Regions from separate parts of the Lactuca sativa genome. Here region 2 is linked to region 1. Evidence: chromatin contacts called from public Hi-C data. All regions are on one chromosome and are shown on one strand. Each heading gives the region's core, a stretch centred on a gene start, on an enhancer-like site or on the middle of the called end of the contact. The rest is flanking DNA. Distances are from core to core; before and after follow the strand shown. Region 1 holds the start of LOC111918316. Region 2 holds the start of LOC111918303 (protein SRC2).

Region 1 (5,032 bases), core at 639-3,138:
GAACTAATGCTTCTAGGAGTAGGTGACATTGATTGTCTACTGCTTCTAGAAGCTGGTGAGGACCCACGTACATATGATGCTGGCCTATCAGCCAAAGATGTCCTCAGATTTGGAGGTGCTTCTGTGGAAAAACCAGGAATGTTCGCCTGCCATGCCCTTATCTTGGGTGAAGCTGAGTTTCCTCTTGTTGTCTTCACAGGTGAAATACCCGAAATACCCTTGGTAGTAATGGAACTGGATCCTGTGCTTAATCTTCGTGAAGCTGGAGGTGGTGTTGAAGGTTTACTTGATGGGGAAGATGGTCTCTTTGATCTAGTGGGAGGCTGAAATGTGATATTACTAGATTGTGGAGATGGGGTTAGGCGATTTGGGCTTGGACTACTTCTACTACTTCTTTGATGCTTTTCCATCTGTAGTTAAGTTAGATTACACACATAGATTAAGGGTTATGATGAATATGTTTGAACACATTAGTGTGTGTTAATGAATAGTGATTAGCTTGGGATATATAAGACTTACTGTGGATGATCTTGAGAGTGAGATGGGTTGAGCACGTGGCCTTCCCCTCTGTGGAAGAATAACTTGAGGTGTCTCATCATCCAATGAGGAAAACAGAGGGGTATCAGGTGGAGTTATTAACCTTCATTAGCATAAAAGAAATTAGTATAAAGTGGAGAGTAATTAACTTGAGATGATCTGATGCAACAGTTTATATGTAGTTAAAGATAAGAAGCAAATGAATACCAACCATTCATAATCGTTCTTTTCCTCTTCTGTATTGAGGAAGTCGCTACTTTCTCCTCTAGCAGCAATGTTTATTCCAAGCTTGTGATCAGAAAAATCGCGTAACTTGGTCACTGCAAAAATGCAAGTAGACAAAAAAAGAAGAATGTATGAGACGCAATAAGTAACAAATATCTAATTCCCATATAAAAGTACGTTGTTTTGAATATACACATGAAGAAAAGCTAAAGAAATTACCGAAAGTATCTTCAAAATCATCATTAGACTGAAGCAAGAAATTGTCTTGTTCTCTAGTTTGCACCTCATTGAATAAAGCAAGATCATCATCTCTCTCTTTGAAAACTACTCCGTTCTCAAGACTACGCCCTCTCTTGTGATTATCAGCCCTTGATTCCCTCCCTGGAGAAAATCTCATTGCTGGTGAAGCAGGCATTTTGGCTACCTAACTCTTTCAACGACCATTGTTCCCCAATTCAATCCCATTCCCGTAAAACACCATCAATTCAATTCCAACTTCTAATTTGATGCGATAAAGCCTCAGAAATCAGCTTATTTCCGATGAAAACACTCCAATTTAATATATATCAACCGTGTAAGCATCAGAAACCTCACCAGCTAAGAATATTTCGAAATCACTAGATCCACTAATAGTTAAAGCATAAAATATGCCCAAACTGTTGTCAAATTCGAACCTAACCACAAGTTAATATTCTCTTCTATTCCTGTACGCCAACCTGTTGACTTACCCGTACGGAAGTCAAATTCGATAGAACGACAACCAGTAAACCAACCTGATTGGACGTAATCACGAAATCAGAGGCAAGTTGTAGTGCAATAAAAGTTTGGAAAGGAATCAATTTGTCGGATCTGCTTGGGATTTGGGCGGATCAAGGAAATCTGCCGGTGGAATGTAATCAAAATTGCAGTTGAGAAAACCCTAAGAAAAAGGGAAGAAGGATGGGGAGTCACGTGAAGAGAGGTGGAGTGTTGATGGAGAAACGGTGAGAGAGAGAGAGAGAAAGTGGAGGTGATGAAGGTAGCACAAGTGCAGCTGTTGCTTTGCTTCTTTCTTTCTTTCTGTAATTCTCTGTCCCAGTTCAGCATGTTTGCTGTTCATACTTTTTTTAATCTATTTTTTCAATAAAATAATCATATTACCTTGTAACCAACTTTTGTACAAATATATCATAAACAAATCAATAATACGTTCATGCAATTTAGAAAGCGATATAAATCAAAGTTATGTTTTTTTTTTTTTTTTTTTTTTAATTTATTTTCAGTTAAACTATTATTTGTTTGTTAACCATAAATATTTATTTTCGAAAGAAATTTTCACATTGACCGTTCTGATCTTGTATTTTTGGTTAGTACGTGTTAAAATTAATACAATTTATCATTTACGTATGAAAGTTTTTTTTTTCACTTATCACAATCTTATTTAATTTGCCAAATATCATTTTGTGGTTATTTTGAATTAATTTTTTTTACATATCATTTTATGATTTTTTCTATTTTATTAAATTTCATATAATATTTTAATAAATATAATAATAAATGGGTCTCACAACTAGTGTTTTTTATTTGACGGATTATAGTTATATACATAACATTTTTAAATTTTAGATCTTTTATTTATATATATATATATATATATATATATATATATATAAAGAGGGAGAGGCTCAAATGAGAACTTAAGAACCACTATTTTAAATATTTTCATTAAAAGCATTTTAGACAAATCTAACATTTATATTGTATTAAGCAAACTTTTTCATTTCATAGTTTACAAACTGCTTGACATTTATCGACAGACCATCGTCGGACCATCTTAGGATCATCACCGGAGCGTGGCTGGACCGCCACCATATTAACATTAAATTCAATAGCAGTTTTGTATCCATATTCACAGCTTAATAAAACAAATATTGTAGCTCCCATTTTCTTGGTAATACTTTTTAATTTTACAGCTAAAATATACAAATTTTAGCAAAAATTAGAATTATGATTTAAAAAATCAATTTTCCTTTTTCTAAATTGTAGATTTATTTAGAAAATATATCGTGCATAAGAAATATTCACAGTTTAATAAACATAATAAATCACTAATACACGGTTTAATATTTTCATGCATACCTCTATACATAGTTTAACACAAAATTTATATAAAATATACAACTTAATGCAATCCATTTTTAGTTAAATTCATAAAATTCATAACATGACATTATACAATCCATTATATACTAATTCATATATTTAAAGAAGTCAAACTCAGATTCGTCCGCCACCACGGCTAACTACCATACATCACCACCAAGCACTCGTGTCATTGTTGCAGTCATTATTTTTTCCAAATCAAATATATATATAAAATCATTGATTGATATTTAAATACTATATTCACAATTTAATAAACCAATTAATTCACATTTTCAAAGTGTAATGGAAAATAATTATAAAAACAAATACATTTTTACATATTTATACAACAAAAAATAAATATATTCACTAGAAATTAGTACAAACATTCATACATATATCATTCATAATTAACATAAAATTCTTATAAAATTCACACTCAATTCACAATTTAAATAGAAAGTTCATTGTTTAGTGCAGTCAATTCACAATTTATAACACAAAAATCACAGTTAAAAATACATAATTCACAGATTAATAAAGTCAATTCACAGTTTAAACAGAAAATCTACAGCTTAATGCAGTTAATTCACAGTTTAAAACCTCAAAATCACAGCTTAACACAAAATTTATAGTTTAATACAAAAAAAATCTGCGGTTTAATACACAAATTATGCATTTACAATCATATTATCAACTTAAAACTCTTAATACAATTAATTCATAGTTTAGTACATAAAATTCACGAATTAATTGTAACGTCCCAAAAATTTCATAAAATTTAAACTTTTCAAAGCAACCATTTTTTCTATAGAACTGTTAACAAAAACCGTTGTCCCCAAAACATTATTTAAAAATCAAAATCTATTTCAACATAGTTTCTAAAATGTTCACATTATCAGAGTTTCCGAGAAATCATAAGTCTAATACGTGAGGATGTGTATGGCCATGCCTTCACCTTGTCAAGATCTACTGAAATGTAACATCTTGATCGATCATTTATGAATTTTGAGTTTTATTTGTGGAGCTTTGAGGCTGTGATGTGTTGCTAGAAGTGTAGGGCTTCTCACCACCTTTCTGGGGATATAAGGTTCGTTGGAAACGGACTTGTAACGAAGGAGCTATGATAGTTTGAAGTTTTGGCAAGTTTAGTCCTCATTGTGAAATGTGTGGCAATTAAGTACGTGGGGCGTAATTATGTGTACGCTCGGCGTACTTATGTGCATGGAAGGAACGTGAAGGCCACCTAGTATGCTGGGTGTACCAGAGGGTACGAAGGGCGTACTAGGTCCTGAAAGAAACCCTAATGTTTTCGAGTATCCTATTTAAGGAACACTATATGCTCATATCCGGCCACCATTTCCAACATCCTACTTCTCTTAAAACCCTAAATCTCGTTTCTTAGCTTGTATGAGCAATGGAAGCCTATGGAGTGATCTTGTGGGATTCTTTTGTGAAGAAGGAACTTTGAAGGAAGAAAGAGTTGACGTTCAAGCTTTTGGATATGAGTTTCCTTGTGGGTGGAGCATCATTCTGAGGTATCAAGCTCAAAACTTTGCTCTTATTTTTCATAGTTCATTTCATGGTCCATTTTAGGGTTTATGTCCCCAAAGCTTGAAGCTTTATGAGTTGGTCAACCCCAGAGCTTTATACATGTCCTCCTTGATGTCTTTATACGTTAGAGTTCATAAAAATGGAGTCTTGGTCGTCAAGACCTCCCTATCTATGAGATATGTGGATTTTTATGTTGAATAAGTGAGAGTTTATGAGATCTAGACTTGTCCAGCCTTGATAAGGCTTAAAGTCACCAACTTTATGCTATAAGAGACTTTATTTGACCAAGATCTGAGATGGTAGCCTTTGTCTTAATGGGTTAACACCAATAGAGTGGAATAAGCAAGCCTAGGACATACGCCAAGCGTACTCCCAGCTACGTGCAGCGTCGCACTGAGCCACCCCGATGCATGCATGGTTGGCCGTACACCCAGCGTAGTGAGATGTACGCCCAACATACGCGTTGTGTGTTGACCCCCCCCCCCCCCCCGGTTGACTTTTAGGTTTTCGAGCAAATGTGGACTTTTGAGGGGTAAAATGGTCTTTTTACCCTCTTGGGATTTAGTAGAGGAGTTGACCTAACATTTATGGG
Region 2 (5,696 bases), core at 1,904-4,403, 320 kb after region 1:
TATGTGAAAGTATGTGTATATGGTATAAGTAAGATGTCATTGTGTATTTGATATATGTATGTAAATGTATGTGTATTTGGTGTATATGTGGTATATCTATGTGAAAGTATGTGTATTTGGTATAAGTAGGATGTTATTAAGTATGTATAGTTTATTATGTATATATGTGTATTTGTATGCAATGTGGATAACATTAGTGTATTATGTATGTATATGTGTATTTGTATGTAATGTGGTATATGTATGTGAATGTATGTGTATTTGTAATAGAAACTTTATTTGGATTCCTAGTGGAAATAAAAATGTTTATTCCTATGTAATGTGTATTTGTACTAGAAATTGTATCTGCTTATCTTATAATTTTTCATGTAATGGCGTTGACTTGAATCTTATTTTTTTGCACCATGGTTGCTATTATAGGTCGTGGACAAGGGTGCGATGGAGTCGAGGATCCACCATACCCAGGCGGTAGAGGTCCTGGTCAACATGAACAGGATGGTAAGTCTTATTATAAATTTTTATTTACTATTTTTATTCAGTTATTATAAAATATTGTTTCCAATAATTTTTACGTATATTTGTAGCTGATCCACTGAGGAGAGTCATAGGAAAAGCCAAAAATATAAAGCTCGAAAAGACGCTCGTAAATAATAAAGGCAAACCAATAGACTTAGACTACGACAGGGATATTACATTTGATTTCGTAGGAGAACCAAAAGACATGTTTACACATGAGATTGGAAAAATAATGTGGCAAATAGTCCCTTTTGATAGAAGAAGTTGGAAAAAAGCTTCCCCCGCGTTAAAGGATATAGTAAAACAACATATAAGGGTAATTATTTATATAAGAATATTCTATATGTTTAATTATGAATGGTTTTTACTTAGCTAACTTTTTTGTTTTTGTAGACAAAGTTTGATTTGGATCGAGTTTCCCTGGATCCAAAGAGTGCTAGGTTGTTAGAGAGTTTTGATGTGGCTTTTTTAGATAAAATTCTAGCTTACTTTCTACTTATTTTATGCTAAAGAAGGAAGGGAGTGCAGATGATGGTTTGTCAAATTAGTTTGTGTTTTGTTAGACTTGTTATGACATAAATTTATAACACTTTTGTTGTTTATTTTGGTATGTGTATGAAATTAGGGTAAATTACACCATTCGTCCCTCATACATGTGCCAAAAAGCACGTTTAGTCTATATTTTCAAAAATTAACTCGGGTCATCCCTTATATTGTAGAAATTTGCACACTTCATCCCTCGTTAGTTTAAATTTGCATGTTTCATCCCCTATGAGACTTGAAATGACCAAAATGCCCTTTTTAATTTTTTTAATTATTAAAAAACATTTTAATTAAAGTTGTGGGTCAACCTAACACTTTTACATGCTCTTGCTCTTTTTTTTTTTTTTTGAAGAACACTAAACCACCACCCTCATCGGGCATCTATAGCACCACCGAAAACCTGCATCACCGCCGCCATAAATCTGCTCTCAGATCACCCCACCCCCTTTGAAGACCACCTGTCATCGCTCAATCATCACTTCTGGAAAACCCAAAAAATATAAACAAACCAATTATGATGCAAACAATCCAGAATTAGGGCAAAATCAAAATGGGGAAGACAATGTTCTTCTCTGTTCAGACGTCGTTGTCCCCTTCCGCCTCCGACCAGACTTCACTAACCCCATTTGTCTCCTTCTTCATCTCTAAACCAGACGTCTCCTACACCAGCACCTAGAAGAGTTCAAAGAGACGATCTCTAGCGTGCATATCGACGGAGTGGAGATCCACGAAGTGTAAATCCATGGATTACAACGTCAGTGGCTAGCAGGGGAGGACGATGGTGGATTGGAGGTGACACATGGAGGATTTTATTTTAGTTCCGTAAAACCGATCTCCTTAATCTCCTCTTCCTCATCGATTTTGTTTCCCTCAACTTCTTTCTCTCTCTGATCAGTGGGTTTAGAGGAGAAAAAGGGAGGATTTTTTTTTGCCGCAAACCACCCTAAACACCACCAGCTCCGCTAAATATGAAACTCCTATCTCAAACACAGATTTGAACCGCCACTAGCTTCTTTCTCGCTCTGCTATTGCTTTTGTTCTACATCGTGCATTGAGGGTGGATGGTTTCATGATCTCATCGGAGTAGCTTCAGGGTGCCGATCGTTAGAGAGGATAATGAGTTCGAAAGGAAGATGAATAGGTGAGAAAGAGGGATAGAATATGGGAAAGGGAAATGAGGGGTGGGTGGGTTTGGACATAATATTTTTTTATTTTTCTTTTCTTTTATTAATTTAAAATGATAAATAAATTAAATTAAATTAAAAAAACAAATTATTAAGGGCAAAATAGTCATTTTATGTCAATAAGGACTAAGCGAGCAAGAAAAAACAAACCTAGGGACGGTCCGAGTTAATTTTTGAAAATAAGGACTAAACGTGTTTTTTGGCACATACACGAGGGACGAATGGTGTAATTTACCCATAGAATTATAACACTTTGGTACTTAATTGGATGTTGTTATTTAATTTTGTTTTCTGCATCTAATGTTTTCGTGTTTTCGGCGATTAATATTGCTACGTATCGGTTTATCTGCATCCAAAAAAGGCTGATTTAAAAAAAGTGATTATTACCTACGATAAAAGGTATTATCGGCGACTGCCTTATTAATGGCGACATTTAACTTTTTGCAGTGATTTTTGTCACCGCTTAAAATCGTTTTTCTGTAGTGTTAACTAAATCCTTTTGATAAGAGAACATGTTTTATTTTTTAAAACAATTCCTATGCATCTTTACCACACATAATGTCAATCTATGAGAAAGAATTCAAGAACACATAATATATATGGTGCATGGTTATTTGCAATCTAGCCCTACCATATTGTCTGTTTCTGGTACGGAGGCGACTATATCGCACAATAGCAACCACAAAGCATCAATCATGGTTCTGGACGTATGTTTATAAACTCACTGAGTACGTACAACTGGTGACGTTGTTGCATGGGTTCTATGACTTGGCCGATATATTTGACCTTCCAATCCTCATGTGACACGTTGCCCTACTCCAAAAAACCCCGAACCCAACCCACAACCGGTGTATAATTATATAACATACTTTCGTGTTACTATCGTCTTATGTTAGCTAGCTAGTAGTGAATGGAGTCCGCCGAGTTAACCCTTGTCATCCATTACGCAAAGGATCTCAAAGATGTCAAACACTTTGGAACCATGGATCCCTATGCTGTAGTTTGGATCGCCGGCTATGGAAAGGAGTCCCAAAAAATAACAACACCTGTCGCAGAAAAGGCTGGTTGTTATCCAGAATGGAACTATTCCGTTAAATTCCATATTGTTCCTGTGAAGAGAGAGTACAGTCTCTTCATCCAGATCAAGCACGAAGGGGCCATGTTTGACCGGTATATCGGAGAAGTTGAAGTGCCTTTTGCAGATCTTCTCGATGCTGATGCTTCCATTGGTAAACGTAGTTACCGGTTGTCCATACCATCCGGTGAAAAAAAGGGAGAAATCATTTTTGCACATCAATTCTCGAAATTGGATGTGGATGAGGATGATGGCACTGGCATCAGCCATGCAACAGATCCTTGCGAAAAGAGAAAACGCGATAAAGTGATAAACCTTGCTAAGAACGTGACAAAAACTGGTGCTTTAGGAGCTCAGTATGTGGTACTATTTGCGCTGGGGTTGGATGGCCTTATCGAGTGAATCAAACCCGAAGATGGAAGTAGGCAGTATGTCCACAAATGCTGCCCAAAATTATGTCAAATGCGAAGGTGTTAATTTACATGGTGTCATTAATTTGCTTAAGTTTAGGACTTTATGGATGTGGTATAAATTTGTTTTAAGTTGTTGTTGCTTGCATGGCTTCATTTGCTTTAATTCGGTTTTGTATGTGTATGGCTGTATGGTATCAATTATGTTGCTTTTGTGTTTATTGTAAACGTGTATCTATTTGTATTTTTTTTTACAAAATTACACCTTTATTTCTTTATACAACAAGAGACCATCCCATCCCTGCCCATCTCTGCAACAATTGACCCTCTAGGCCTCCACCCTATCTCTCGCGACCACCCAAAAGCATGTCTTACAAGCAGTGGCGGACGCAGACTGTTTTAGTAGGGGTGTCCATCATACTTCAAGCGGATGCACCTAACAGAAAAACCAAAAAAAAAAAATTTAAAATGCATGCCGGAAATTGAGCAGTGACCCGGGACCCTAAATGCCCCACTAAGGTCTGCCATTGCTTACAAGGCTACATAACTGTCTATAAATGTATTGAATAAGGGTGGATTATATATATATATATATATATATATATATATATATATATATATATATATATATATATATATATATATATATATATATATATATATATATATATATATATATATATGCCCTTTACAATTATATTTCTTCATTAAGAGAACGAATTGGTTGAATATACATGCCTGCTTTCAAATTTCCCATCCCATGAAAATCAATTGTCTTGAATAAGGGCGGATTATACATTCAAAACTCTTTACTATACAATTGTCTTGATTTTGTTTTTCAAATTCAAACTAGACAATCACTACAAGAATAAGCACCTATAGAGACGAGATCTATAGAGACGACATGTCGTTGCTATAGAGTTGACTAATTGTTTTTGACTTTTGATGCTACAACGACGACATCTCGTTTTAACATATTAAGAAGGAAAGAAAGTGAATTTGGCGCGTTCTTGAAACATCTATGGGGACGACTTATCCCTCCAATAAATAACAAAAAATAAAAAATTAACATATTTTTAAATCTTTTGACGGAAATAAAGGGATGACGTCGTTTTGGGGATAGTTATAAGGACGACTTGTCGTCCTCATAGCTCTCTATGCCAAAAATTAGAACAGCCCCTTCGTTTCATTGATGCATGCTCAATAGATTAATCATCAGTCTCTCTCGATCGATCGATCACAGATTCTTCCCTTCTCCCATGGCGACTTCCTCACCTCTCACTACCGTCAAATCTTCTTCCCCTCTCCACAGATCCTCATGCTAGTTGCCAAAGATTTGCTTCAACATCGACGATTCTAACTACAGGCTTCCTTTTCACCTCCGGTTACGAATTCTAACAATTACAAGTCCCACTCCAGCGACCTAGGTTAGTAATTCTAGGTTAGAAACTGGAATTGGGGTTTATGTCAGCAATTATGTGTTTGAAATTGAATTTGTGATTTTCTATGGTTTCATAGCTCTCACAGAAATCATCGACGGAGAGGAATGTCGAACATTGTCGTGATAGGCCTTGCCGGAGCTGGCGGAGGTATTGGTACTTATTCCTTCCCTTTTACTCTCTCTGTCTACTTCCTATTCGTCTGGCGATACGCTTATTCAAATGCTACATGTTTATCTTCTTTTCATCATAAACCTATTTTGCTTTCTATGATCACAATCCAATAATGAAGTAATTTTCATTTTGTAATCTTCATATCTCCTTATGTTTGTTTGCAGGGGATTTATTATTATTAGCATGTTGTTCTATCTTGTTGTGGTAGCATTAGCAGGGTAATTACACCAAATTGTTTTACAAAATCATTCTATACAAATGCTATATCAGTGTTTGATATTAAATTTTCCTAATTTTTACTTTTTTATTTTCTAATTTTTTTTTTCTTGCTGTGATAATGTCCAGGTAAGGCAGC

What was found. A called contact is a pair of places that touch in the nucleus more often than the background predicts.
Region 2: a Hi-C map of leaf shows a contact between it and region 1, with 4 times the contacts expected there. The contact joins the promoter of LOC111918303 here to the promoter of LOC111918316 in region 1. A contact is called at or near these places in 2 of 4 Hi-C or Micro-C datasets (leaf and seed).

What each region holds. Positions count from the first base shown.
Region 1 is chr8:279,617,518-279,622,549 of Lsat_Salinas_v11, forward strand. LOC111918316 reads right to left here and starts at 1,889. Exons shown (of 5, transcript XM_023913995.3): 1 at 982-1,889; 2 at 749-857; 3 at 520-640; 4 at 1-410. The coding sequence starts at 1,177.
Region 2 is chr8:279,937,371-279,943,066 of Lsat_Salinas_v11, forward strand. It overlaps LOC111918303 (protein SRC2), which reads left to right and starts at 3,154. Exons shown (of 1, transcript XM_023913984.1): 1 at 3,154-3,720. The coding sequence starts at 3,154. The coding sequence ends at 3,720. LOC111918313 (a long non-coding RNA gene) reads left to right here and starts at 4,849. Exons shown (of 12, transcript XR_006186099.1): 1 at 4,849-5,155; 2 at 5,247-5,323; 3 at 5,506-5,559; 4 at 5,687-5,696.